Linked DNA regions of Sus scrofa: region 2 is linked to region 1. The links are chromatin contacts, called in public Hi-C maps. All regions are on one chromosome and are shown on one strand. The core of a region is the stretch at or near the end of the contact, and the rest is flanking DNA. Distances in the headings are between cores, read along the strand shown. Region 1 holds the start of ZNF7 (zinc finger protein 7). Region 2 holds the start of LRRC24 (leucine-rich repeat-containing protein 24).

Region 1 (3,247 bases), core at 503-3,002:
TATCTTGGAATCCCAATTTCAGGCTGGAAATAGCCCCAAAACAACCTGAGTTGGTCCAGAGAAGGGGCGCTGTGACCTACTGGGGACCCATGAAGGCCCCTGTCTTTCAGTAGCCTGTTTGCACAGCAGGTCCAAGGCTCAGCGAGGATTATGGGACCGGGAGGTGGAGACCCCAGCATGGCCTACAGTGGATAGAATCCATTTCCTCCATCCCCACCCCCAGGCCCCCAGGACCTGCATGCCCTCACACTGCCCACGTGTCCACTGGGTGGACACTCTGGGCCTGGCTCTGTCCTCAGAGTCTGCAGGCTCCCGCTCTTGCTCCCTGTGTCATCCTGGGAGTGCCCCCCTTCCCTTGAGAGGACCAGGCTGGGGTCCAGGTTTGCAGGAAGACCTCTGGGTGAAAGGCTCCCGCAGGTCAGAACCACTAGGGTGCACAGTGTACCCGCAAGCCCTTGGCTGGGGCTTAGGACCTGGAGGGCAGCTGGGAAGCAGGCATGTCCCTCTCCTTTCCCATTGTCCACTCACGCGTCTGTTGTCTTTGCACAGATGCTCTCTGCGTGCGACCAGGGAGGATGCGGGGGACAGGAGAGTTGCACTGAGCTGCTGAGGAGCAGGGTAGGAAGAGGCAGCACAGGACCACGGGGAGAGGAGGTGGACCCGAGAGCCTGCTGGTCGAATGGGAGCTACGGCTGCCGGCCTACACCATAGCCACAGAGACACCGGATCCTTAATCCACTGAGCCAGGCCAGGGATGGAAACCGCAACCTCATGGTTCCTGGTCGGATTGTTTCCGAAGCCCCACGATGGGAACTCCTGTTGGCTTTTCCTTTCAACCTCACCCAGACGGCCTTTCGGGAGCTGACGCGGCCACTTTCTTCCTCTAGCTGGCTCTGGATCTCACCGGACTCTGAGAGGGACCTCGGGATTTGGATCATCAACCAGTAGGGTGTCAGGGTCTTCGCTGTGCACACTTTCTGTCCTGCCTCCAGGGGTGTGCAGTGTGAACGAGGGTCAGGCCGGGCACAGAGTCAGGCCGCAGCTGCAGACCAGCACTCCAAGGCCCGGAACCGGAGGGGAAGCTGAGGCTCCCAAAGACGCAGGCAGCGCCCTCCTCAAGGCTGCAGGGAGCTGGGCTGCTGAGGGGGAGGCTCCGGTCAGTCCCAAGGAAGCTGAGGTGACCGCTGCCCCCACATACAGCACAGAGAGTGGGTTTGGAAGAACTCCCAGAACAGACGGCTCCGGGGTCCACAAGAAGCTGGGGATGGGTGGGGCGCAGGGAGGAAAAAGTCTGACCTGATCTCAGGGTGCGCCACCTTTGGCCTGGGATCCTACACCATCCAGTATCTCCGCAGGTCCTGAGCTGTCCTGCCCCGAACCCCGCGATGAAGCCGTTCCCCCTGTCCCCCTCCACCCGGGGCACAGCCTGGGTAGGGGCGTCTCTGCAGTCCTGGGCCCAGCGGGTGCTTCAGCAAACCCAGACATAGATCCAATAAGGGGACCAGGGCCCTGGGACTGGTGACCCGAGTTGCGCTGGACTGACCCGGACGACCCTCTCGCTCGCGGGCCGCGTCGCCCGGGTCTGCTCCTCCACCTCCGTTCCTGGGCCTCGGCTCCGCCCCACCGCCCGTCTCGCTGTGACCCCGCCCCTTACCGGGCTACGGCCCCGCCCTCTCGGAGCTGCGTCCTTTCCCGCGACCTGGCCCCGCCCCTGCTCTGGCTCCCGGGAGGCGGGGCTGGGAACCACCGAGTCGCCCGAGCCTCCGAGCTGCCCAGAACGGCCGGAAGTTGTGCGAGAGAGCGGGCGCCCGAGGCCCGTTTCCGGCGTCGTCGCGCTCGTAGAGCCTCGGGCGGCCCTGGGGAGGGTGAGTCGGTGCGACGGACGTGGGTGAGGGTCCGGGCGGCCCACGTGCTCCACGCCCGCGGGCGGGGTGGCTGCCGGAGGGCCCCGCGCCGTCCCGCCTCCGACACTGCGGGCCTTTCGCTCCGCGGGCCTGTCCGCAAAGAAGCACGGGTCGCGCGGGCGTCTTGCAGAGTCCGTGGGCGACTGGCAGGGCGGTGGTCGAGCCTTGGCCGAGGCCGGTGGAGGCGGAAGGTGGAGTCCCGCGGATCCGGCCTCGTGGCAGCCTCGTCACCTTCCCGCCAGGTCTCTGCGTGCTCCAAGGGGCTCTCAGCTTCTTCCTGCACAACCACTCCCCTCTAGGAGCTTTTTATTCCGCCCCTCGAAGACCTAGTGGCAAAACGGCTGTGCCGTGGGTGGGGTAGGCTGTTTACCTTCTCAGAATTCTGGCTGCTGCTCGAGGCCTGCATTTCTCTGCAAGGGACCCAGAAACTAGCACTGGCAGCCACATGTCTCCTGGCCAGGCCGAGATGGGCACCCACCTGGCAGTGGTCACTGCTGACTGGGTCACCCTCGCTGTGCTCACGGCCTGGGGTTTCTGCCCTCAAGTAGTTTTGTTTGTTTGTTTTGGGGTTTTTTTGGACGTGGTGACCAGCAGCTTGAGGTGGGGATCTCAGTTCCCAGACCAGGGGTTGAGCCTGGGCCATAGTGCTAACCACTAGGCCACTAGGGCACTCCCCCTCAAGCCACTTTTTGAGCCAAACGCTCACCTAGGAACCCCGCTTTTCATTCTGACCTCCCTGGGGAGGGGCCAAGTTGTTGGGTGGGGACAGCCTCTTTATCCTCCTGGTTCTTGTCCTTCCTGCTTCCTCTTGATGCCTGTGATCCAGCCCCCCCCCCCCCCCCCCGCCCCGGCTCATTAGCCCTCTTCCTTCCTGCCTCATGCCCTTTGCATGTGCCGTTCCTGCTGCCCTAAGTGGCCTTTTCATCTCCATTATCTTGGCTGCATTAGTGCCAAGGGAGGTGACCCATCAGACGAAGTTGGAGTTTCCAAGTTTAAATGCTTTCAGGGCTCCTTGTACTTCGGTGCTGTTATCACAGGTGTAACTTGGTGTTTGGTGGAGTGGTCATTTAAGTCTTTCCTCCACTAGACTGTTTCATGAAGGCAGAGTCCTTCTTCACTGCTTAGTTGAGCACCTGGTACATGTGCCCCCCCCTTTCGTGTTTCAGAGTGATTTGCACTCTGCGCAAACTCTGAAAGGTGAATGAAGCTTCGAGGGGCAGATAATCAAGTGCCATGGCTGCTTTGGCCCTGCCTCACATCCCTGCCAGAGAACACCTGGGGTTGGAGGTAAAGGATGGGAGAAGGCAGTACCCCCAAGATTAGCCTGGAAATTAGGGCTTGGG
Region 2 (3,338 bases), core at 134-2,633, 120 kb after region 1:
AGGGCTTGGCCAAGAGGCCAGCCTCCCGCAGGTGGCCGCGCCAGCGCTCTGCAGCCCCAGGTCCCGCAGCCCCAGCCGCGCCCCCCGGCCTGCTTTGGAAGCCCTGGTGGGGGCATCCACCACACACGGGAGGAAGCAAGTCATATAGCCTCCGCAGAGGAGGGGGCCCATCTCATTAGACACGTGAAAGGAGGAAGAAGCGCGGGAAAGGCACGCCAGCCTAGAGAAACCGCATGAGAAAGCAAGGCCAGGGTAGATGTGGGGAGGTCGGTAGGGCCTCCAGGTTTGCCTTCCACGTGCCTCCCTGCACACCGTGTGCACAGCCATCAAGGAAAGCGGACACAGGCCCGACCTCAGGTCCTTTCGCCCCCCCCCGGGGGGCAGCTCTGTCCGGCTTCCACCTAGGGCTCAAAGGCCATGGCCTGCTCCTCTGTCTGCAGCTTTTCCTGGATGACTCCAAAATGAAGAACTTCATCACCTGCTTCAAAGGTAGTGATGCGTCCTCCTCCCCTACCTTCCCTCTCCCTTCCGGGAAAGCCCTGAAGGGCCCTGCTGACCAACCTGCCGGCAGGTCTGCCCGCTGCAGGGGACTGGCCGCCCTGTGCTCTAAAGCCCCTGTCTAGAGTGAGGCCTGGCTGGCCTTCCCACAGCCGGCCCCAGCCCTTGGTGTGACCCAGGGCGAGCCGCTTGCCTGGGGCAGTAGGGTCCTGGAGGCTCTGGGCCGGACATGCTGAGCAGTCACGCTCTTTGACCCTCCTCCCCAGACCCACAGTTCCTGGTCTTCTTCTTCTCTCGCCTAAGACCCAACCGCAGCGGCCGCTACGAGACCTCCTTCCCCTTCCTCTCGCCCTGCGGCAGGGAGCGCAACTTCCTACGCTGCGAGGACCGGCCCGTGGTCTTCACGCACCTGCTGGCGGCGGGCCCCGAGCCCCCGCGCCTCTCCTACTGTGGCGGCGGCGAGGCCTTGACCGTACCCTTCGAGCCAGCGCGCCTGCTACCCCTAGCCGCTAACGGGCGCCTCTACCACCCAGCGCCGGAGCGCGCGGGCGGCGTGGGTCTGGTGCGATCAGCCCTAGCCTTCGAGCTCAGCGCCTGCTTCGAGTACGCGCCTGGCGCGCCGGAGCTGCCCTCGCACGTGCGCTGGCAGGGCTGCCGTTTCGCCCTCACTATGGACCTGGCCCCACTGCTGCCTGCCGCCCCGCCGCGCTGAGCTGCTGGCTGCCTGCCCCCCGGCCCCCGGCCCCCGGCCCCCCCAGCGGCCCCCAGCGCCCCCGCACCCCCCGGGCCGCGTCGCTGCGCAAGCGCCACCCGGAGAGCGCGCCGGCTGAGTACGCGTGCGCGGCGGAGGTGCTCCGCGGCCCCGCCCCACCCGGCGCTGTCCGAGGTGCTGCCGCGGCCCGAGCCCCAACGCGGGGAGGGCCGGGGTCACCCGCGCTCTGCTCCCTCCCCTCATCCCCGGCCTGGGGCGTCCTCGGCGTCCTCTGGTTCGGCCCGCGCTCGCGACAGCAGACCTGGGCGGCGGGCGGGAAGCGCGGGGGCTCCAGCGCGTGAGCGCGAGCGGCGCCCGCCCCTCCCCCGCCCGGCGCTGCTCGGTGGGCCGGGGTTCGGCGGGGGAGCCAAGCCGCGAGAGCGTCAGGTGAGGGGGCGCCCGACTCAAGGTCAGCGGGCGTGGGGGCGGGATCAGGGGCCGTCCCGGCTCTGTCCCCGCCGCTCACCGAGAAGGGCGTGTGACCTGGCGGAGACCACGCCCTGTCCTGAACCGGCCCGGACAGACCGCGCTGCTGGGGATGCAGGGGACATCTTGGGAGAGCCAGGGACCCGGCTCAGGCCTCGCATTGCGCCCGAGGGCGTTGTGGGGCTTCCTCCCTTAACGCCCCCCCCCCCCGCCCCCGCACAGATGGGTCCCTTGGAGGCAGTGGCAGGCGTCCGGTGTGTGACGCTCCACCCCTGCCTGGGCAGATTAGGGGGTTGTCCTCTGGGTAAAAGGATTTCTGGGCTGGCCTCCCCTGCTTTTCCTGCTTGGGTCCTCAACCCTGCCCAGGCCAGCCCATCTACACGAATCAGCACCTAGCCGGTGTCCGGTTGAACAGCAGTCCCCTGAGTCATGAGGAGGCCAAGAATCTTCCCTATTTGCAAGGCCTTGCCCCTGGAAGCCTGGTGGGGGCCCTTTTGCTCAAGAAGATGGATCCCAGGGGCTCAGAGAATGCCCCCAACTTCTTGGGGTTCACACATTCTGAGACATCTGGGAAGTGCCTCTGCCTGGGCCAAAACTGTTCCATTAAAACTTTTGCTGTGCCTACTTCTCTCTAGTGATTTTAAATTCGAGTTAGCATTTAGAGCAAGATTTAAACACCACCAAGCCCAGTTGGCGCCTTCTCACATGACTCACTCTCCCTAACAGGGAGACTGGGTGGACAGGCAGGTGTCCAGAGCAAGGACCATCTGAGGTGGGCCATGAGGCTAGGTGATGACACACCCTCAGCCCCATCATCCCTGTCTCCAGACTGGCTGGCTTCTCAGTGCAGGCCCCACCTTTAACACGGGTCACCTTGTACCCAGAACTAGCCTTCTCTCCACGCTCACAGCTGCTTGTGTATAAACCTCAACACACCACACATTCCTTCCTAGTCCAGGTGGTCACTGCTTCCAGAGCCTACCTGGGAAACTATGCTAGAAAACCAGCTGGTGGCCCAAGGTCCTTTTACACCCCAGCCATTCCAGGGCCCTGCTTACCCCAGAGATAGATGCACTGTCTGGGGACCAGCACGGAGAACACAGGCCCACAGCTTCTGAACTGGCTTTCCTATTGTTTGTCTCATCCCCCAATTCTCTAATAAGTTTCCCAGAAAAATGCCCTAGTTCTAGCTAGGCTGTTCTGCCCACTCCTGCCCCCACGAGGGCAGGGCAGAGGCTGGACAAAGCTGTGCCTTCATTTTCCTGTGGCTACCAGCTCCGAGACCAGTTGTGCCTGTGTGCTCCAAGTCATAACAGGTCAATCCCAGGTCTGGGGGACACAGTATGAGTTCTAGGGATAAGAATGACTAAACACTGGGTCAAGGTCAGGTGAGGACAGGGATAGACAATATCAGCATGGAGTTTTGAGCCTTGTCCGGGGGGCGGGGGGCAAAAAAAGGACCTCTACTCTGGGCTCTGTGCCCTAAGAGGCTTCATGCCAGTCCCCAGAGTGAGGAGTCCACTCAGTGGACACGGGGATGTGTCTGCTCAGAGCCTGCTCTTCCCCTTCTAGCCCTTGCTTTGGTAACTGACCCTCAACTTCACCCACGTGTTTGCAAGCCCATACCTTGCACCAGCTTCTTGCACCCTAGAGCCAAGGAGTG

What was found. A called contact is a pair of places that touch in the nucleus more often than the background predicts.
Region 2: a contact with region 1 is called in a Hi-C map of epiblast stem cells, with 1.9 times the contacts expected there. The contact joins the promoter of LRRC24 here to the promoter of ZNF7 in region 1. A contact is called at or near these places in 1 of 5 promoter capture datasets (fetal skeletal muscle), 2 of 47 Hi-C or Micro-C datasets (epiblast stem cells and liver) and 1 of 2 datasets of contacts at active chromatin or transcription factors (alveolar macrophages).

The regions. Positions count from the first base shown.
Region 1 is chr4:157,465-160,711 of Sscrofa11.1, forward strand. ZNF7 (zinc finger protein 7) reads left to right here and starts at 1,753. Exons shown (of 5, transcript XM_013987971.2): 1 at 1,753-1,865. LOC110260418 (a long non-coding RNA gene) reads right to left here and starts at 1,677. Exons shown (of 2, transcript XR_002343668.1): 1 at 529-1,677.
Region 2 is chr4:276,249-279,586 of Sscrofa11.1, forward strand. It overlaps LRRC24 (leucine-rich repeat-containing protein 24), which reads left to right and starts at 1,384. Exons shown (of 5, transcript XM_003125437.3): 1 at 1,384-1,636. It overlaps C4H8orf82 (UPF0598 protein C8orf82 homolog), which reads left to right. Exons shown (of 3, transcript XM_021090544.1): 2 at 441-489; 3 at 765-2,300. The coding sequence ends at 1,210.